2 separate regions of the Zea mays genome follow, and region 2 is linked to region 1. Evidence: chromatin contacts called from public ChIA-PET data. All regions are on one chromosome and are shown on one strand. Each heading gives the region's core, a stretch centred on a gene start, on an enhancer-like site or on the middle of the called end of the contact. The rest is flanking DNA. Distances are from core to core; before and after follow the strand shown.

The links. ChIA-PET counts read pairs in DNA pulled down with a chosen protein or histone mark.
Region 2: a contact with region 1 is called in an H3K4me3 ChIA-PET map of seedling, with 5 times the contacts expected there. The contact joins the enhancer-like site here to the promoter of LOC103643870 in region 1. A contact is called at or near these places in 10 of 25 Hi-C or Micro-C datasets (bundle sheath, ear, endosperm and 4 more) and 1 of 3 datasets of contacts at active chromatin or transcription factors (seedling).

Annotation. Positions count from the first base shown.
Region 1 is chr1:271,892,385-271,895,759 of Zm-B73-REFERENCE-NAM-5.0, forward strand. LOC103643870 (serine/threonine-protein kinase MPS1) reads left to right here and starts at 1,704. Exons shown (of 6, transcript XM_008667049.3): 1 at 1,704-2,304; 2 at 2,619-3,056; 3 at 3,131-3,375. The coding sequence starts at 2,097.
Region 2 is chr1:272,016,552-272,020,254 of Zm-B73-REFERENCE-NAM-5.0, forward strand. No RefSeq gene overlaps it. Among protein-coding and RNA genes, the nearest start is that of LOC103643872, 19 kb to the right of the region's middle. Within about 2 kb of position 1,315, at least 20 of the 20 cell types and tissues checked have an H3K27ac peak or open chromatin away from gene starts, as enhancers often do. A contact at or near this core is called in bundle sheath, ear, endosperm and 4 more, where this site is marked.

The DNA.
Region 1 (3,375 bases), core at 454-2,953:
TTGATTTGAGAAGAGAAAGCTCACTCGGTTCGAGGGACCGTTTGAGAGAGGGAAAGGGTTGAAAGAGACCCGGTCTTTGTGACCACCTCAACGGGGAGTAGGTTTGCGAGAACCGAACCTCGGTAAAACAAATCCGCGTGTCACACTCTTTATTCGCTTGTGATTTGTTTTGCACCCTCTCTCGCGGACTCAATTATATTTCTAACGCTAACCCGGCTTGTAGTTGTGATTAACTTTGTAAATTTCAGTTTCGCCCTATTCACCCCCCCTCTAGGCGATTTTCACTGAGTCCGAGCCCTGGGGTCGGGCGAGGCGGAGTTCGTCGTCTTCCGGAGCCGAGGCTGAGTCCGAGCCCTGGGGTCGGGTGAGGCGGAGTCCATCGTCTTCTGGAGCCGAGGCTGAGTCCGAGCCCTGAGGTCGGGCGAGGCAGAGTCTATCTTCCGAGGCCGAGACGAGGGCCGAACCCTAGGGTCGGGCGAGGCGGAGCTTCCTATGTCGCCCGAGGCTGGACTTAGCCGCTGTCAACCTCACTCTGGCGAGTGGCACGGCAGTCGGAGCAGGGCAGGCGACGCTGTATTCCTGTCGGGTCGGTCAGTGGAGCGACGAAGTGACTGTGGTCACTTCGGCCCTGTCAACTGAAGAGCGCGCGTCAGGATAAGATGTCAGACGGTCCTTGCATTAAATGCTCCTGCGATATGGTCGGTTGGTGTGGCGATTTGGCCAAGGTTGCTTCTCCGCGAAGCCTACCCGAGCTGTGCCTCGGGCGAGTCGACGGTGCGTCTGTTGCTTGAGGGGACCCTCGGACGAGGCGTGAATCTTCCGGGGTCGGCTGTCTTTGCCCGAGGTCGGGCTCGGGCGAGGCGAGATCGTGTCCCTTGAGTGGACTGAGCCTTGACCTTAATCGCGCCCATCAGGACTTTGTAGCTTTGTGCTGATGGGGGTTACCAGCTGAGATTAGGAGTCTTGGGGGTACCCCTAATTATGGTCCCCGACAGGTGCGCCTAGCCGTTGGTCTGACACTGCAGTTGACCGTTGACGCGCAGACACTTGGAACTAGCCGTTAGGGCTACTGTTTCTGGTGCACCGGACAGTCCGGTGCTCCAGACCAGACAACCCATCGGCAACACTTCCTTTGTTTCTTGGACTTTACTTGATCTTCATAATGTCTTCTTTTGAGGTGTTACTTTCCTCAATGTCTTGGTCCAAGTAACTTTAGCATCCTGTGAACTACAAACACAAACACTGGCAAACACATTAGTCCACATGTTATGTTGATCATCAAACACCAAAACTTATTTAGCCAAATGGCCCGGGGTCTATTTTTCTTACAGACCTTTTGTTTTCCTTTGAGATCTTCTAAGATTCTCTTGAATAGGTTCATTACTTTCCACACGAGATTGTTCTGGCTTCTCATTTATAAAGATAGTGACCTAGGGCACCACTATTGAGGACTCATGAACACTAGGTCGGCTTGCTAGGCACAACTCATTTGATTATCTATAGTTTAGTACATCTTTTCTCACCGTCTCTGATCTCGCGAGCGTGAAAAAAAGAGAGAAAACTTATCTTGTCTGGCCGCACACCATATACCTTATTTTTTGCACTCAACTAATTTATAAGTTTGAATCGTATTTAGATAACTATTTTATTTAAGCAATGTCTAGTGATACACTAGCGAAAATAAACAGTCGAGTGTTCGACGTAGGGCCGGCACTCCAAAAGCGTACTCAACTATCCGGCACCACAAGCTCCATTGCTTACGAACCCTTCCTTCAGTTCCAGTCCTTTACCTTTTTCCCTCGGAGCTCTCTGACTCTCTGAGATTTTTTTTTTGTCTTCATTTCAAATTTTGTGGTTTCCTCCCACATTCCCTTCCCCCGCTCCCCTCCAGGCTCCAGCCGCTCGCTTCGATTCGCTTCAGCTCTGCCTTCCCGTCTCATGGCCACCTACCAGCCCACGCCCGGTGACGCCTTCCCAGCCCGCTGCTGACTGCACCGATTCACCCACAGTTGGCCTTCAGGCAACCCTAGCGTCGCCGATCCGCCGCTCCGGCGAGATGCCGGTGGGCCACATCGCCGTCTCTCCCGCCGCCGTCTATGGAGAACAGGGATAGCTTCACTCGCCCCCCAGCGCCCTCCTACGCCCACGGAACCCAAACCGCTAAGGGCGTCGCGGTCCCTACCGGCGGGGACACGGCCGCCACCAACCTGACGTCGTCGTCAGGGTTGTCCTCGTCTCTCACGCTCTCCCCTCCCCACTTCCTGCAACAGATTCATGCAGCTGTCAAGCGGCAGAGGCCTTTCGGTGAGTGGATTCGGCTATGGATTCCTACCCTTCTCTGATGTTGTTTCCGTCTAGGGTTCTAGTTTATGTTTGGCGCTTATCCTCGGCGAATCTAATTATGTTGATGCATTTTACCTTCTGTATATTTCTGATTTACTGGGTAGCGTATAAAAAAATGTGATGGTTGCACCTGATTTCGTGGTTTTGTCACTGTCGTTGAGTTTCTAGGAACTTCAGTTATCTGTGATGTTGTCTCGAGTTGGTATACTGTATTGGTATCCAAATGAATTATGTCAGATATGATTTAGATCAGCTTCTAACTGACCTTGCTCCAGGTCCAATGCAGTCTAAACTTCCAAGAGCAACACGGGTCCTGGTTTCCGGAGGTGAGCGTGCAAATAAAATTGGTGCCAACCCTTCTGTTTCGAAAGACCAGGAACGAATTGTTACGCAGCCTCAGAGAGGCATGTTGGGACCCTCTATGCTGCCAAATGTGACGCCTGATCAACAGAAAGTCGATAGCACTTCTAAATTAGGGTCCTCTGCCCCAGATGAGTTGATGTTGACAGCACCCTCAATGCTAAAAAGTACCACTGATACCTGTGCACAACGTGTTGGCCAGCAGAAAAACAAGGCTAATCTGTTGATGGATACAGAGAAGTCAGCTTTCGATGCTTTGTCATCTCAAATTACATCATGCAATGCATTGATGGGGGAAAGTTTCAAGAAAGGACAGCTTGATTCGGTTGTTAATCCACAGTTGACGTCACAAAGTAAGGAACCTTTTCTTTCTTTGATACTTAACTGCAAAGTTGTGTACATGTTTAGTTATCAGTTTACATTGCAGGTGATAATATATGCATCACTGTGGATAGTAGAATGGACAGTATGTTGTCTTATCTACATTCTGTTTCATTGACGGCAGGAGATAATTTTCCTGCAAATCAAGGAGCTCAGAATGATCACCAGAAGAACCATCAGGAGCTTCAAACTGTTGATATAGCAGCTGATATGGATATCGAATATGATGCGTCTAATTTGTCTCGGAGAGGGATCCAAGAGGCTCGTAATCAGAATCATGGAAAGCATATG
Region 2 (3,703 bases), core at 65-2,564, 120 kb after region 1:
ATCGTTCGAACCGTACACCATACACCGAAATTTGTGGTATATTTGATTTTTGATGTTTGGCGTGGTTTAGATTTTAGCTCTATTTGGTGTTTGGTGCGGTTTCCAATATTCGCACAGCAAAAACCGAAATTTAGCAAACCTACCTTGATGCCCAACAAACAACTCATATAAGGTCCTAAACCCTAGACTCATATCATTTTAATTTTTAAGAACTATGAGTTAGTTACTCTTATTCGACACTAGATTGTTTATGCAGTTTTATTAAGTACTTGTTGATGAACTATTAATATGTTTTTTAGGCAATTTTATGTTTGTAGTTTTAATTTGCTACTTGTTTGGTGATTGTGGTAGTACCAAAACGAAACCAGAAAAACCGAACACTAAATTGTGCGGTTTTTATTTCTAAACAAAAAGCTTGGTTTCCATTTTCCAAGCACCAAACTTTTTTTAACACCGAATAATCCGCACCGAATAACCAATAAAACCGAATGCTCAGCCCTAAAGAGAACTCAAATTCACTCGTCATAATTCGGAGACCCCATCAACGAGAAAAAAACACTTTTTATGTTCAGTTCCAGATCATAGAAAACATGTTCATTAAATTCTTTTGTCCACCGGTGCCTGACGCATTTCGTCAAGTTACAGTCATGTCCATGAAAGTTTCTCTCTCCTCTTAATTACACTTCCATGTGATGAAGCATGATAGTCTGGCTTCGGCACGATAGTACGATACACATTGGACTTATATTTTCGACGACTGAGTAATTATTGACCTTGCGCTAGGTGAGCTATTTGACTCAAACGTTGGGATGGGCTATGTCAGCCCGCTGGGCCAGTGGCACAGCCCATGTGGTCCATCTTCCGGCAAATTACGCCCACCTTCAATGTGCAGCGTTGCAACTATCAGCTGGTAGTACTACAGTTCAATAGTAGGTGCGCAACTGAGCACTGCAAGCCGATCTGCGTGATTCACGACACGCTCTCGAAAACTTCGTCCCCTGCACAACAACATGCATCTCACAGGTCCTCGCGCCTCGGCGCCGGCAGTGCGTGCGTTCAGTTCAACGCACGAGCGAGAAGCACTGCAACAAGTGGATCGCCATCCCGTCCGGCGTGCACAGCACATCAGGCGCTGCACATAGCTCTTCTATTATCTTCTATTAAAGGCCTGTTCGGTTATTTTTAATCTATATGGATTGGAGGGGATTAATACGGATTGAGAGAGGGCTTGACGCGGCCGCACCCGACAACTACCTCGACGGCTGTGATGACGCGACTTTGGCGATCCTTTGCGCAGTCCCGGCTCGGCGGATTCACCATTCCTTTTGGAGATATACTCCACCGTACGGCTTGGCGCTTCCTAGCTGGCGGCCGGAGGACAGACGAGATGGCCTGAGCAAATAGTGCGTGTACGTGACCGGGCAACAACAACACGCACGTACGTCTCGGCGTAGTTGGAGCGTGCGGCAAGAGTAGCCTCTAGCCTTCTGTAGCAAGAACCTGCCGCCGCCTTGGCTTGGCCGCTGCTGCAGGCTAGCTCACGGTCGCAGACGAGCTGCGGCTGCCGCTTGCTGCTCCTGCTTGCATCCATGCACAGGGCTCGAGAAGCCGACCGGGGACGGCATGGAGAAATGCAACTGGCAACCCAAGCAGAACACTGTGCTGCAACGGGGAAGGGCAATGCCACAGGTGCTGCACGCTGCACCTGCATGCTCGCGGCAGGGCGCTCCAACAGTGGTTCGGCGCGCGGCGTGCACGCCGGTGCCAAATAAAGGCCTTCCATCGGGTTGCCGTTGCCGTGCGTGCCACTGCCACCGTTGCCTTGTACTATCGCCGAGTTATTTCGGAGTTCAGAACTCGATCGATCGGTCCATCTATGCGGCTCTGAGGCATGCGCGTGTTGTTGACTGTGTCTGTGTGGCCTCGGACGCCGGAGCCTAGAGCGCGGCTAGCGCCGGCTGTGCGGCAGCAGGAAATATTTGGACCGCCAGCCCAACGGCTTGCAACTTTTGCATAGATCAGGTGCTGCCGCTCAGCGCTGATTCTTCCCTTCCGTTCACCTCTGTTTTTGCTCCCCACATTTAAAGGCTAAAAAGCCTAAAATTATACGTAGAAATGGTAGTAGAATTGAAAGTCTCAACATATATATATTTTCGATCCCTCTTTTGTCTAGAGAAAACCTTTGTCTACCCAAGAACTTTAGCAAGCTGGCCTCACCACCGTAGCCCGTAGGCTACCTAAGGCGTGAGTGACACTACACCAAAATAGTAAACTTCATAGAGTCTAAACCCTAAAAAATTAGGTCTAAACTATAGGAAGTTACCTAAACTCTCGGAAGTTAGCTTAACTTCCTATAGGCCTCTAGGAAGTTAGCTAACTTCCTACAGCCAAAAAGCCTCTCGGAAGTTAGTAGATTCTCAGAAGTTAGTAGCTTCACGCCGTCAGCGCCGTCAGCTGACTAACTTCCTACAAGTAACTTCCTACGGCTGACTGCAGCGTGACTAACTTCCTACGGCTTACTGTAGCCCCTAGGAAGTTAGCTGGCTAACTTCTGACTGTAGCACTGGCTAACTTCCTACGACTTAATAAGCCTTTAGGAAGTTAATTTGACCAGCATTACAAATGTTGTTTATTTTTATTTTACACCAGATTCCACAACATAATAAATATATCAACAGATATATAGCACAACATATTTTCACATAAAATATCTCACACACAATCACATAACAATATTTAAATCCATAGTCTCATCAATTACATCACAAAAGTCTCATCCATAGTCTTATCAATTACATTACAAAAGTCTCATCCATAGTCATAATAAGACATATCTCATCATCCAGTACTAATAAGAGACAATATCTCATACATAGTCATAATAAAAGTCTCAAGTATCAGAACACAATAACATGGAAGCTCACAGTCGTCGATCACCATCGGATTACAGTGAAGAGTGATGGTTGATACCTCCACTAGTGAAGAGGGTTTCGACAAAGTCTAACCCGTCGTCTTGTTCATGCGTCGGTAAGGTAGCTGGAGGGGTCTAATATACATGTACAAATGATATTTGCTGAGTTACATCATAATATAACTAACAACAAGTAAGTGATGATGAATATGCATACCTGATGTAACGCAAATAGTAATGGTTTATGTTCGATTATTGTCGGTAACAAATTTGAATAGGCACTACAGTAAAACAGAGCATTTCCGACGGCCTCCTTATCTCCGACGGCTCTGTACGAGGCCGTCGGAGATAAGGTTATGTCCGACGGCCACAACCGGCGCTCGGAAATAGTGTTTATCTCCGACGGCCTCGTATAGAGCCGTCGGAGATAAGGTTATCTCCGACGGCCTCGTACCGAGCCGTCGGAGATAAGGCTTTTTAACGCGCGGATCCGACCCGCGCGTCTTCATTTTCACCCGTCTGTTTCTCTCTGCCGCCGCCGCCATCCCGCACAGCACCATCGCCGCCACGCTCGCGCTCGGTCGCCGCCCCGCCCGCCGCCGCCGGAGATAAGGCGCCCGTGCTCCGACCGCCGCCGCCCCGTGGTCCGGCCCGTGCTCCGGCCACCGCCCCGAGCTCCGCCCCATGCTCCGGCTGCCGCCGCCGCCCCGTTCGCCGGTCGCCGCCGCCCCGTGCTCCGGCCGCCGCCCCGTGCTCCGGCCAACGGCCCCGTGCGCCCGCCACCCGCCCGTG